Linked DNA regions of Muntiacus reevesi: region 1 is linked to region 2. The links are chromatin contacts, called in public Hi-C maps. All regions are on one chromosome and are shown on one strand. The core of a region is the stretch at or near the end of the contact, and the rest is flanking DNA. Distances in the headings are between cores, read along the strand shown. Region 1 holds the start of NFXL1 (nuclear transcription factor, X-box binding like 1). Region 2 holds the start of COMMD8 (COMM domain containing 8).

Region 1 (5,197 bases), core at 2,063-4,562, 480 kb after region 2:
AACTTTCACTTTTGTTAAATATTCTGCTAAATGCAACAAACTGCTCTAGAGTGACTAACAAATCAATGTTTTAAATTATAAAGGCAAGTTAAAGTATAAAAAAACTGGTGATCAACCTCAAGACAATGACATTAACAAAATTAGAGTGAGATGTTTAAAAACAAATGGTAGGAAGGTCCAAGAGGGAAGGGACACAGATAGCTGATTCACCTTGTTGTACAGAAGAAACTGACACAACGATGCAAAGCAATTAAACTCCAATAATAAAAAGAGTTTAAATGAATGGCACACAGTGATTCTTAGGAGGTGGGAAACATACCCACTGGGAGCACATCAGAATCAGCCTAGCCAGGTGCTTTTTCAAATCTTCTTCTTCCATACTACAAACCCAACATGGCCTGGCCCATCAAAGACTTAGCACAAGCAATATTCACTGTATACCCACTATGTTTGCAATCTGCTGCTTAGAAAGCGCAAGAACTTTTTTGTCTTTATTAGCATGGGGTCACAAAACACATTTACCAAACATTAATCCCACAGAAGAAGTGACTGACCATGGCTCAGACAGTAAAGAATCCACCTGCAATGCGGGAGACCTGGATTCGATCCCTGGGCTGCAAGAAGATCCCCTGGAAGAGGGCATGGTAACTCATTCCAGTATTCTTGCCTGGAGACTCCCCATGGCCCAAGGAGCCTAGCGAGCTACAGTTCATGGGGTTGCAAAGAGTCAGACACGACTGAGTGACTAAGCACAGGAATCCCACACAAAATACTGCTAACATGGAAAATGTGCTTCTCACAACTTCATTCCAAAAAGAAATGCTAAATAAGTTTTGAATTAGTTCTGTTATTCTGTTTAGCACTATCTGTACTTCTGACTTTGTTACTTGCTTAAATAATGCAAAAAAGAATTAGACTACTACATAGCACATTCCCAATGAGACTCCAAACTCCTCAAGAGCAAGGGCTATCAGAATTCTCTTCAAGCATTATTAATAAACTCTTCTGGACAGCAACCACAGTTCAAGAAAGGAGCCACAAACATAGTGAATTGATCTTAATTCATTAGTGCCTTAATTCATCAGTGCACTAAGAAATGCACTTTACGCTTGAAACTGATGAGTCACTACTCATACAAACTTTCCTATTTTAGGTGGCGTATTTGTATTTAATGGTGTTTTATCTTTATTTTCCTCATGAAATGCTTTCCTTTTCTTATTGCAGCTGGCTTGGCTGGGAACTACTGGGAGTTTCAAGTAAAACTGGAGGAAAATGTACAGAGCTTACAGAGGAATCTTTGAGTGCTAGTAGAAAACTAATTTATATAAGATATATGACTCAAAATTTTTTAAAGGTTGAAGCAGATATAATAAAAACATTCATAACCTGATCAACAGACCCAGATCAGATCATCTAAAAGACAGTTGACAAACCAAACTTCCCATATATTATTTCTTACAGCCAAGTCTCAATTATCCAGTTGAAGGATGCTTTTCTCTATCCACAAAATCCAAGGAAGTTTACCAAAACTGTTCACATGTCTCCCTCTTGCATACCTCACTACCGCCAATATTATACTCAGTAACTCACCACTATCATAAACTCAGAATATCACCTAACTTTAAAATTAGCTGAGGGGGTGAAACATTCAGAAGCTCAATTTGCTCCTCCACTCAAAAAAAATATATTTTGAAAAAGACAACAATAAAATGATTTCTGGGATTATTCCTTTACACCCCTGCACTCTTTCACTGTGGAGAACTGAAAGCTGCATGTGTGCACTTAGACTCCACCACAACACTGCTCTGTCGTTCAGTCCCTAAGCTCTTTGGGACCCCATGAACTGCCAGGCTCCCCTGTCCTTCACTATCCCTGAGAGTCAGCTCCAACTCCTGCCCACTGCCCTGGGTGAAGGATATTGACAAGCTGGCGAAGGCCACACCAGATACATCCAGGAAAGGACATGAAATTTGTGACCACAGTAGAAAACCACCACAAACACAAGTGCGAACAGGACATAGATAATTAAAGTCACCAAACTAAGCAACCAAACAAAGATGGAAAATGACAACCAGCCCCAGAAGTAGGAAACAAAATGCGAAGCGGAAAGCCTAAATCCAATCTAAAAGGGATTTCTGTAACTCGGCCCAGCCGACTGTTGCCACGCATAAAAGTACCAAAGCCACGGTGTTTTAGAAGAAAAGTTGCTAACCAGGATTTTTATGAAATTTTAAAAAGAAAAACCAAAAAACTGCCGGCAATCAATTCAGATTTAACGCACTGTGTTAACCAAACTACAAGCTAAATCAAACCGCTGGGCTACGATTTGCAACCTTGGGGATTCAATAGACAAGAGTGAAGGGAAGACTACTGGACGGAGAAATAACAAAGATTAGTATCAATTAAACTGATGATGAATAAGGTGTGATGGGAATCGGCCTAGAATGAGCAGCTGCCTGAAAGCCTTGAGAAGCGAGGCCAGTTATAAACTCCCGAAGGAGAAGGAAAGAAGTGAACGCGGAGGCAGCTCGGACTAGGCAGCGCCTTAGGCGGCGGGCATTCAGGTGAGCCCGAGAACAGAAGCCATTCTCACCACCGGCCACGGAAGTCTGCGGCGCTTCAGACCCCGCGGGGCTGCGCCGCGCTGAGGTACCTGCAGCCGCAGGGGTGGCCGCTCCTCCGAGGCTGAGGCCAGGACCAGCAGCGCCCACCGACCCCTTCTCTCGCCCTCCTCCGGCGCCGCGGAGATGGACTCCATTTCCTGAGGAGGGGGCCGCAGTGGCTCGTCCTCGGGCTCGGCCTCGACCACCGGCCACCTGGCGCCAGGAAGCTTCCATCCCTGCAGAGGAAAAAAAAAAGAGTGGAAAGAGCGTGAGAGCTGTGGTGCCGAGGAGTCTGGGTGAAAGGGCAGTGAGCGAAACCGACGTGAGCCTGGAATGAGGAGTCTCCGCCGGGCAGGGGCCGGATTTGAAAAGGTCGCGGCCCTGTCTCTCCCAGAGTGCGAGTCCCCGCTACGCCCAGGCTTTGGAGATGGCTAGGAAAGGGAGAGAGCTTGGCAGGGAAATGGACTGCAGAGCGCGGCGCATACAGCCACGGAGAAAGAAAGTCGAGGTAAAAGGAAAGCGCCTCCTGGCCTCGGAGTGGCGCGGTGATGAGAGAACTACCGACTGACCCGGCGTATCCCTCCGGGAAGCAACTGCAGTAGCAAACCCCAAGGAAAGCTACGTCTCCTTACCGACGGCGCCCGCCTCCACCGACTACAATACCCAGAAGTCCAGGCCCACAGACCGCAGAACGCGTGGCATCACCGGCCACTTCCTCATCCGGAACCTTTTCTGTGGGTTGGCAAGTCCTCGGAACGCATGCGCCAACTGAACCGGGCCTTCGGAAACTACAGTTCCCGAAATGCCCTGGGGCTCGGGCTTCCCTTGTGGCTCAGCTGGTAAAGAATCCGCCCGCAATGTGGGAGGACCTGGGTTCGATCCCTGGGTTGGGAAGAGCCTCTGGAGAAGGGAAAGGCAACCCACTCCAGTATTCTGGCCTGGAGAATTCCGTGGACTGTATAGTCCATGGGGTCGCGAAAAGTCGGACACGACTGAGCGACTTTTACTTTCACTTCGGGCGGGCGGGGCGCAGAGAGAGCGAACTAGATGGGGAAGTGGGCTGGCTGGCCCTGAGGTGTTCAGGACACCGAAGGTTGCTGCTTTTTCCTCCCAACTTCCCTGGACCTAGCTGGAGTCTGTACCAGTGGTCGTAATTGACTGCCCACTGTCTTTGGTGCCAGGGAACTTTTCTCGCAGATGGGAAAAGGCATTGAGGAGAAAAAGGCTTTGAGGTCGGGGAAGAGGCAGGGAAAGCCGAGGGAGTGTGGCGGTGAAGTGGCTGGAGTGGAGAAAACGCTCTTCTGAGTTACTAAAGGGATGTGGAAGATGAATCTAACGGCATTAGTATCAAAGTCCTTTATAGTTTATAATATACTGTTTCTGGAGTATATTTTTCCTTTCACAACAAAAGGAAAAGTAGTTGAGAGCCAGGTCTGGTCCTGATTCTTCTGACTTCGCTGTTTTCAATAATAGAGAGAAGAGTGGGAGAAATTTTAAAAATTCAGGAGTCTGTCTGGGATTGAGAAATATATTAATTGCTGTTTGGGACTACACGGCCCTTTACAGCTCTTCAGTTTAATTGATAAATACATAAATATTAACATAGCATTTATTAAGTTGCCGGCACTATGCCGTGTTTTACATATGTATGTATTTTAACAATGTGATACTCAATGATCCTATTGTTAGCCCCATTTTACAGCTGAGAACACTGGGGGATAGAGAGGTTAAGCTCCTTGCCCTTGACATAGCCTGGTGGTGTTTTCTATTCCATTTTGTAAATTAGGAAATAAAGACACAGAAAACTTTCTTATTGAATATCCTAGCAGAGCCAGGACTGTGGCTGAGCTGTGTGACTCCTGTACTATACTCTTAAAAACACCATACTACTTAATTACTCTGAAAAGGTAATGATTACATAGAAATCCCAGTTATGTTTAGAGGCCCTAATCAGGCAAAAGGCTCACATGTTCAGAGTTTTTCCCTTGCCATATTTTACAATGATAATTGATAATCATAATAACTGCTGTGGAGTCAAAAAGAATGTTATATGCTATGTGAATGAGCAAGCATTTATTATAATATTCTCGAAAAGCTTAGTAAAGAGCTGATGGATATTATAATGTGGCTGGTGCTAAGTCGCTTCAATCGTGTCTGACTCTGTGCGACCCCATAGACCGCAGCCCACGAGGCTCCCCCGTCTCTGGGATTCTCCAGGCAAGAACACTGGAGTGGGGTGCCATTTCCTTCTCCAATGCATCAAAGTGAAAAGTGAAAGTGAAGTCACTCAGTCGTGTCCGACTCTTAGCGACCCCATGGACTGCAGCCCACCAGGCTCCTCCGTCCATGGGATTTTCCAGGCTATAGTACTGGAGTGGGGTGCCATTGCCTCTCCAATTATAACGTGGAAGTATATGTAAACTGAGAGCATATTTCAAAAGCTACCATTTCTGCTATTTATACTTTGAAATTTCAGATAACATTTGAAGGAAACAAGTTCTTTCTATTTATCAAAGAGGAACATGAGAAATACATGAAGATGATAAATATTATATAGTTAAGATTATAAAAATTGATATGAATATAATTGTATA
Region 2 (5,375 bases), core at 2,872-5,371:
TACTTTCTCTTTTTAACATTTCTTTCTCTCTACCCTACCTTAATACCAGCAATGGAAATCCTAACACATATATAACTGAACATGTGACTAAGTCTATGACTTTTGGAACAAAACTGGCTAGTCTGAATCTTATTGCCACGATTACTAGTTTTGCCAAGTTACTTAAAGATTCTTTGCTGGTTTCCTCATGTGTAAAACGAGGATATCATCTATGCCCATAATGTTGTTTTAAGGATTGAAGAAGGCTTCAATCCTTCTTGGTACACTCCTGACATTAGACCTTGCTTCCCATTGTTATCCTTCTTCTTATTACTAGTTCTAAGTATCATCATCACTGTTACTACTGGTACCATGCTCCACGCCTCTAACATATATAACTGCGTACCTACTGTAGCAGCACTACTCTAGGCAAGTGATCAACACAGTTTTCTTTCTCAAGAGATATTTGTGTGTTGTAAGGAGAGTACCTGAATCCAAACAACTTGGAAATGGATTTAAACAGCAAGAAGGCTTCCAGCTCTTTTCTCCTGGATCATGTTCCAGTGCATTTTAAGCAAAAACTTCTCTGTAACACCATACATATTGGAACAGAGATGAGTAATTGGTGACCCTAATTCCAAACGATGGCTAATGCACTATGTGAACATAACTTTTATTTACCATAAATTAACCAACAACATTTTCAATTTGTAATCATTCAAAATTCTCTACCTACACTTCACCTTATCCCAAACTGTCCCCAATGCTAAAGTAAAACCCAGTTTTCAAATTGAAAACTAAGAGCACTATGTTTTTGGAATACAGTCTTTTAAAATTAATTCACAAATATGTAATGAGCACTTCATTCCAGTTATTAAACAGGTTAATGTAAATACTAAGAAAAAATAACTATAACAGCTAGCATTTATAAGCCCTAATGATATACCACACACTGTGCTGATCTTCACTACAACCCTGTGAAGTAAGTCTTGCTATTATCCCCATTTTACAAATGAGGAAACTGAGGATAAATAAGATAAGGTCCTATCACATCAGAGCCTCAGGCCATCAGAGGAAACTAATATAATCAGTAAGTATATACAATTTAGGATGATAGGAGTTATAATTAAAGTTTACAGAGGGTACAAAGGAGCACAGAAGGGAAAAGTATGTCTTAAAAGAATGAACAGTTGGCCAAACAGGAGCAGGGTATTTCTAGTCACAACAGTTGTGTGCTGACAGGGTGAAAGTGTAAAACCACAGGCGCGATTTGGGAGATGGCAGCAGACAAGGCCAGGAGCTGGCAGAGACCGAACCACAGCGGGCCTCGTACACAATGCAGAAGAGCCCAGACTTCGATCTGTGTTCAACAGGTAAGCAACCTAGTCACACATCTGCATTATGGTTCCATAAATCTGCCAGCAGGTCAGGAGATATAAGGAAAGAAACGGGCAAGAGGGTGAGTCCAAAGACCCCCCTACTTCCATTTACTTACCAGCAAGAGATTAAAAGGGAGATGATAAATTGTTAGGGACACTCAAACTGGAGACAGCAGAGAGGTAAAGGAGGTCTGAAAAGAATGATACTCAGAATCTCAGGGTGAATGACAGGAAGTGGTGGTATCACAAACCAAATTTGAGGCTACAGCCACAGAAGGAGAAAGTCAGGGAGAAGGACAAGGAGCTAAGCCAAGTATACACTGAATTTGAGGTACCTGTGGGTGTATCTAAGCAGAAGCCTGATACTCAGAAGAGATTTTTAGATCCAGAGATTCAGAGTGAAGGTTATGGGCCTACCTAAGTAGTATGTAGGTAGGATGAAGACAGGAGCAGAAAGCTAATACAAGACTCAGAGTCAACAGATCTGAGCATCTGTTTCCACTTTACCACTCACTAGTTTGACAACTTTGGGTACGTGACCCAAACCCTCTACAGACATTTCAGTTTTCTCATTTGTAAAGTCAAAGAAAAGATCTTTTTTTTTTTTATCCTAGCAAGGTAAGTAAGTTTATTACTATCTCCTCCACACTATTTCCATTATAAATGGAACAACGAAAAAAGAAAGGCAGAGATTTGGGGCTTATAAAAGCTGCCTACCACATAGCCCTCTATCACATTAGCAGGCTAAGCCCTCGTCTCCAACCTTCATCCACTGTAAATGAAACAGATTTGGGATTTATTCAGAATTACATATCATAGAAACTAAAAGCCGGCCCACCAGAACCTGGGATCCAGATCTTGGTCGCAATGATAAAGTTGAATTTAGTAAACATTAATCGACTCCTTCCTTTAGTAAACACTGCTTAAGAACCCACCTGGGGCCAGACATAATTCTCAAGAACCGGGTATATAAACAAAGTATCTACCCTGAAGGAGTTCAGAAGGAGAGAGACTATTGGCAAGAGGACCAATTAGGAAGTTGTGTTCAAGGAAGACTTGATTAGGCTGGAACTGCTGGGGAACAGAAAAAGATGGGAGTAAGCACAGTAACATATTAATTATAACACAAAGTCAGTTCTCTGAAGTCAGAGGGCAAAGGACCACAGCTCCTGGAGCTCCGGCTGAAAAGGTTGCCTTTTTTTTTTTACAGGGCTGGCAAATTTCTTTCGAGTCTCATACTTGGGGCGCCAAGGGTTTTTTAACTTGAAAGTTCGGGGAGAAAAAACACTTCTCAGTTAGATTCCCCTCTTACAGTGACCATTGGGTGTTCTTCCTTTCACAGTTCAACAGACAAAATTTCGTTGTTATGTATTTACTGTCTCCACATTTCTCTCACCCTTCAAACTAAAATGTGCTGCTGTCAAAAACAATTATAAACTGCCAGCACCTTTGGTATCAAGGCTAAACCCAGGAGTACAGTACACAGAAGCTCCTGGCTGCTTCTCACTTGTTCAGCCACAGTCTCCCTGCTCTACTTCTCACTCTGAACTCTGGCCTCTAAAACTACAGCAGGTCCTGAGGCTCCCCGGGGCCGCCTTTCTCCCAGTCTTCATAAGTGCTGTGTCCCTTGGCCTGAAACACTCTCCCCCCAGCCCATCTGGTTCCTATTCATCCTTCAGGAACTCAACCTAGAAACCTAGGCAGATGCTCTGGAAAACGTTTCCTGGCCCCTTCTAACCAGAGTTGCTACCCCTCCTACAAACTGATCATTGGATAACTCATTCATCCAGTTTCCATTTACTCAGTTTGGTTTCCTCATTAGTTGACAAGGTCCACCAGGGTACGGGCTGTCTCATTCACCATTTTACCTTATCCCATAGAGCATTAAGCACATAGTTCAGTGAAGAGTTGGCTGAACAAGTGAAAAAGGCTGCTTTTTTCCAGATTCTCATAAACTAGGTTCCTTCTTAGACTACAGGCGCCAACGTATATGTCACGTGTTGAAGTAAGGTCCACCTTGGACCACCCTACCTGCAAGCCTCCCAGTTTGGGGTAACACTTAGCATTTTTTTTTGCCGCCCACAAAGAATTACGGCCTGCCTCTCTAGGTCACCAAGGTATTCCCGTCACCTAGCACCGCTGTTCCTGGTGCATAGGGAATGCTGTGCGGTTTTGTTGCTGAAACAGCGGATGAACGAATGAAACGTGTACCAGAGGTTGTAAACCAACCCCTCCAGCTTTCACGCTGGCGACTGCGCACTCCCCCGCCCAGGGTCACTGGTCCCGGCCGCTCCCGGACGGAGACGTGGTCCCCGCTAGGGTGCGGGCGCGGCCGGGCGGGCGCCTGCGTGCAAATCCCCTGCAGGGGCCGCCGGAAGCCGGAGCACGGCGGAGGCGCCCCCAGCCTCGGACTTCTCCACTCTCCAGGGAACACGGGGGTGGGGCGAGGGAGCACCCCACATCACACCCGGTCCCCTTCCCCTCCCCGGCAGCCGGCGCCAGCCTCCCACAGGCGGCGGGATGAGGCCTATCCCTGACGCCAGGCCTCCCAGGAGCCCGGCCCGCGCAGCCGACCCCGGCGCGCTCCTCACCTGCAAACCCCGCTCTGCGGGGAGCTTCTGCAGCCGCCACAGGGGCGTCCCCTCTTCCGGCTCCATCCCTGCGGGAGGCTAGGGGCTGGGTCACGTGACCAGCCCCGGCGTCCTCAGGGCCTCGGCTCGCCCACGTGACCGGCCCCGGCGTCTTCCGGGCCTCGGCTCGCCCACGTGACCGGCCCCGGCGTCCTCAGGGCCTCGGCTCGCCCACGTGACCGGCCCCGGCGTCTTCCGGGCCTCGGCTCGCCCACGTGACCGGCCCCGGCGTCTTCCGGGCCTCGGCTCGCCCACGTGACCGGCCCCGGCGTCCTCAGGGCCTCGGCTCGCCCACGTGACCGGCCCCGGCGTCTTCCGGGCCTCGGCCCGCCCACGTGACCGGCCCCGGCGTCCTCAGGGCCTCGGCTCGCCCACGTGACCAGCGGGCCGCGCGGGCGGGGCGGGCTCGGAGGCGCCGAGCCTTGTGCGCGTGCGCAGAGATGGAGGCTTCGCTTTCTCCGTCAGCAAGGCAGAGCTTTTCCGCCTCTTGGCGACTTTGGTTAAACACCCTTCTGGTGTTACAGTGGAGGTGCGTTCGCAAATCTCTCAGAGCAATTTGGCAACCTTATTCAAAGTTGTATTAAACTTTCTCTGCACACTTAGAACGCAAAATAAGGGTAACTACTTTTGGGGTGCCTGGAGGTTTGGAGTGAGTTTTAAGCCTCCTGATTTGAAAGGCAAATTGATTTGGAAAGTATCCTCATTTGGAAGGTCGATTCGCCTCCTACCATGCGCGAGGTTCTTTATAGATTATCCTATGAAGTTACTATTTTCATCCTTATTGCCAAATAACAAGACCAGAGAGGTTACTAGGGTTGTCAGATTTAGGAGTCGCCGAAATCTTGGGTTTTTGATAACCGGTTAAAGTCTCTGCCAGTACCTCCTCCAACTCGCTATTTTGATAACTCAGGTTTAGGCCTTAGTCCCGAAGAACAAACTGCCGAGGTGGAGACCGAGGATCCCCGGCCAGGCCCTTGGCTAATGTGGTCGGGAAAGATGTGCCCAGTGCGAGACGCTTGGCCTCCGCTCCGCCCCTTTCCTGAAGGTCTGTTCACGTCTTTATGTGTCTGTCCCTGGCACTCACGTCGCAATCCAACTTCAGATCAGGTCCCACTTTGCCACTAGGATTGGAAGATGAAAGAATGGGATGCATTCCCATAATCTAGAATGGCGGTAGCAATATACCTTCTTCTTAAACGTGGTAATCCTTTAGAAGTTGAAAAGTTTTATTTATATGTTTTATAAAGAATAAAGTTATTGAAGGAAATTTCCAATCTTTCCATGTATACATATTATTTTTATTAATATGAAGTTATCCACATATGACTTAGAGAATTTCAAAGCATAATTCATAAATTAGTATAAAGTAGCATTTGATTAACAAAAA

What was found. A called contact is a pair of places that touch in the nucleus more often than the background predicts.
Region 1: a contact with region 2 is called in a Hi-C map of blood, with 5 times the contacts expected there. The contact joins the promoter of NFXL1 here to the promoter of COMMD8 in region 2. A contact is called at or near these places in 2 of 3 Hi-C or Micro-C datasets (blood and muscle).

What each region holds. Positions count from the first base shown.
Region 1 is chr16:62,286,611-62,291,807 of mMunRee1.1, forward strand. NFXL1 (nuclear transcription factor, X-box binding like 1) reads right to left here and starts at 3,313. Exons shown (of 23, transcript XM_065907368.1): 1 at 3,236-3,313; 2 at 2,654-2,839. The coding sequence starts at 2,837.
Region 2 is chr16:61,808,891-61,814,265 of mMunRee1.1, forward strand. COMMD8 (COMM domain containing 8) reads right to left here and starts at 4,122. Exons shown (of 5, transcript XM_065907445.1): 1 at 3,950-4,122. The coding sequence starts at 4,015.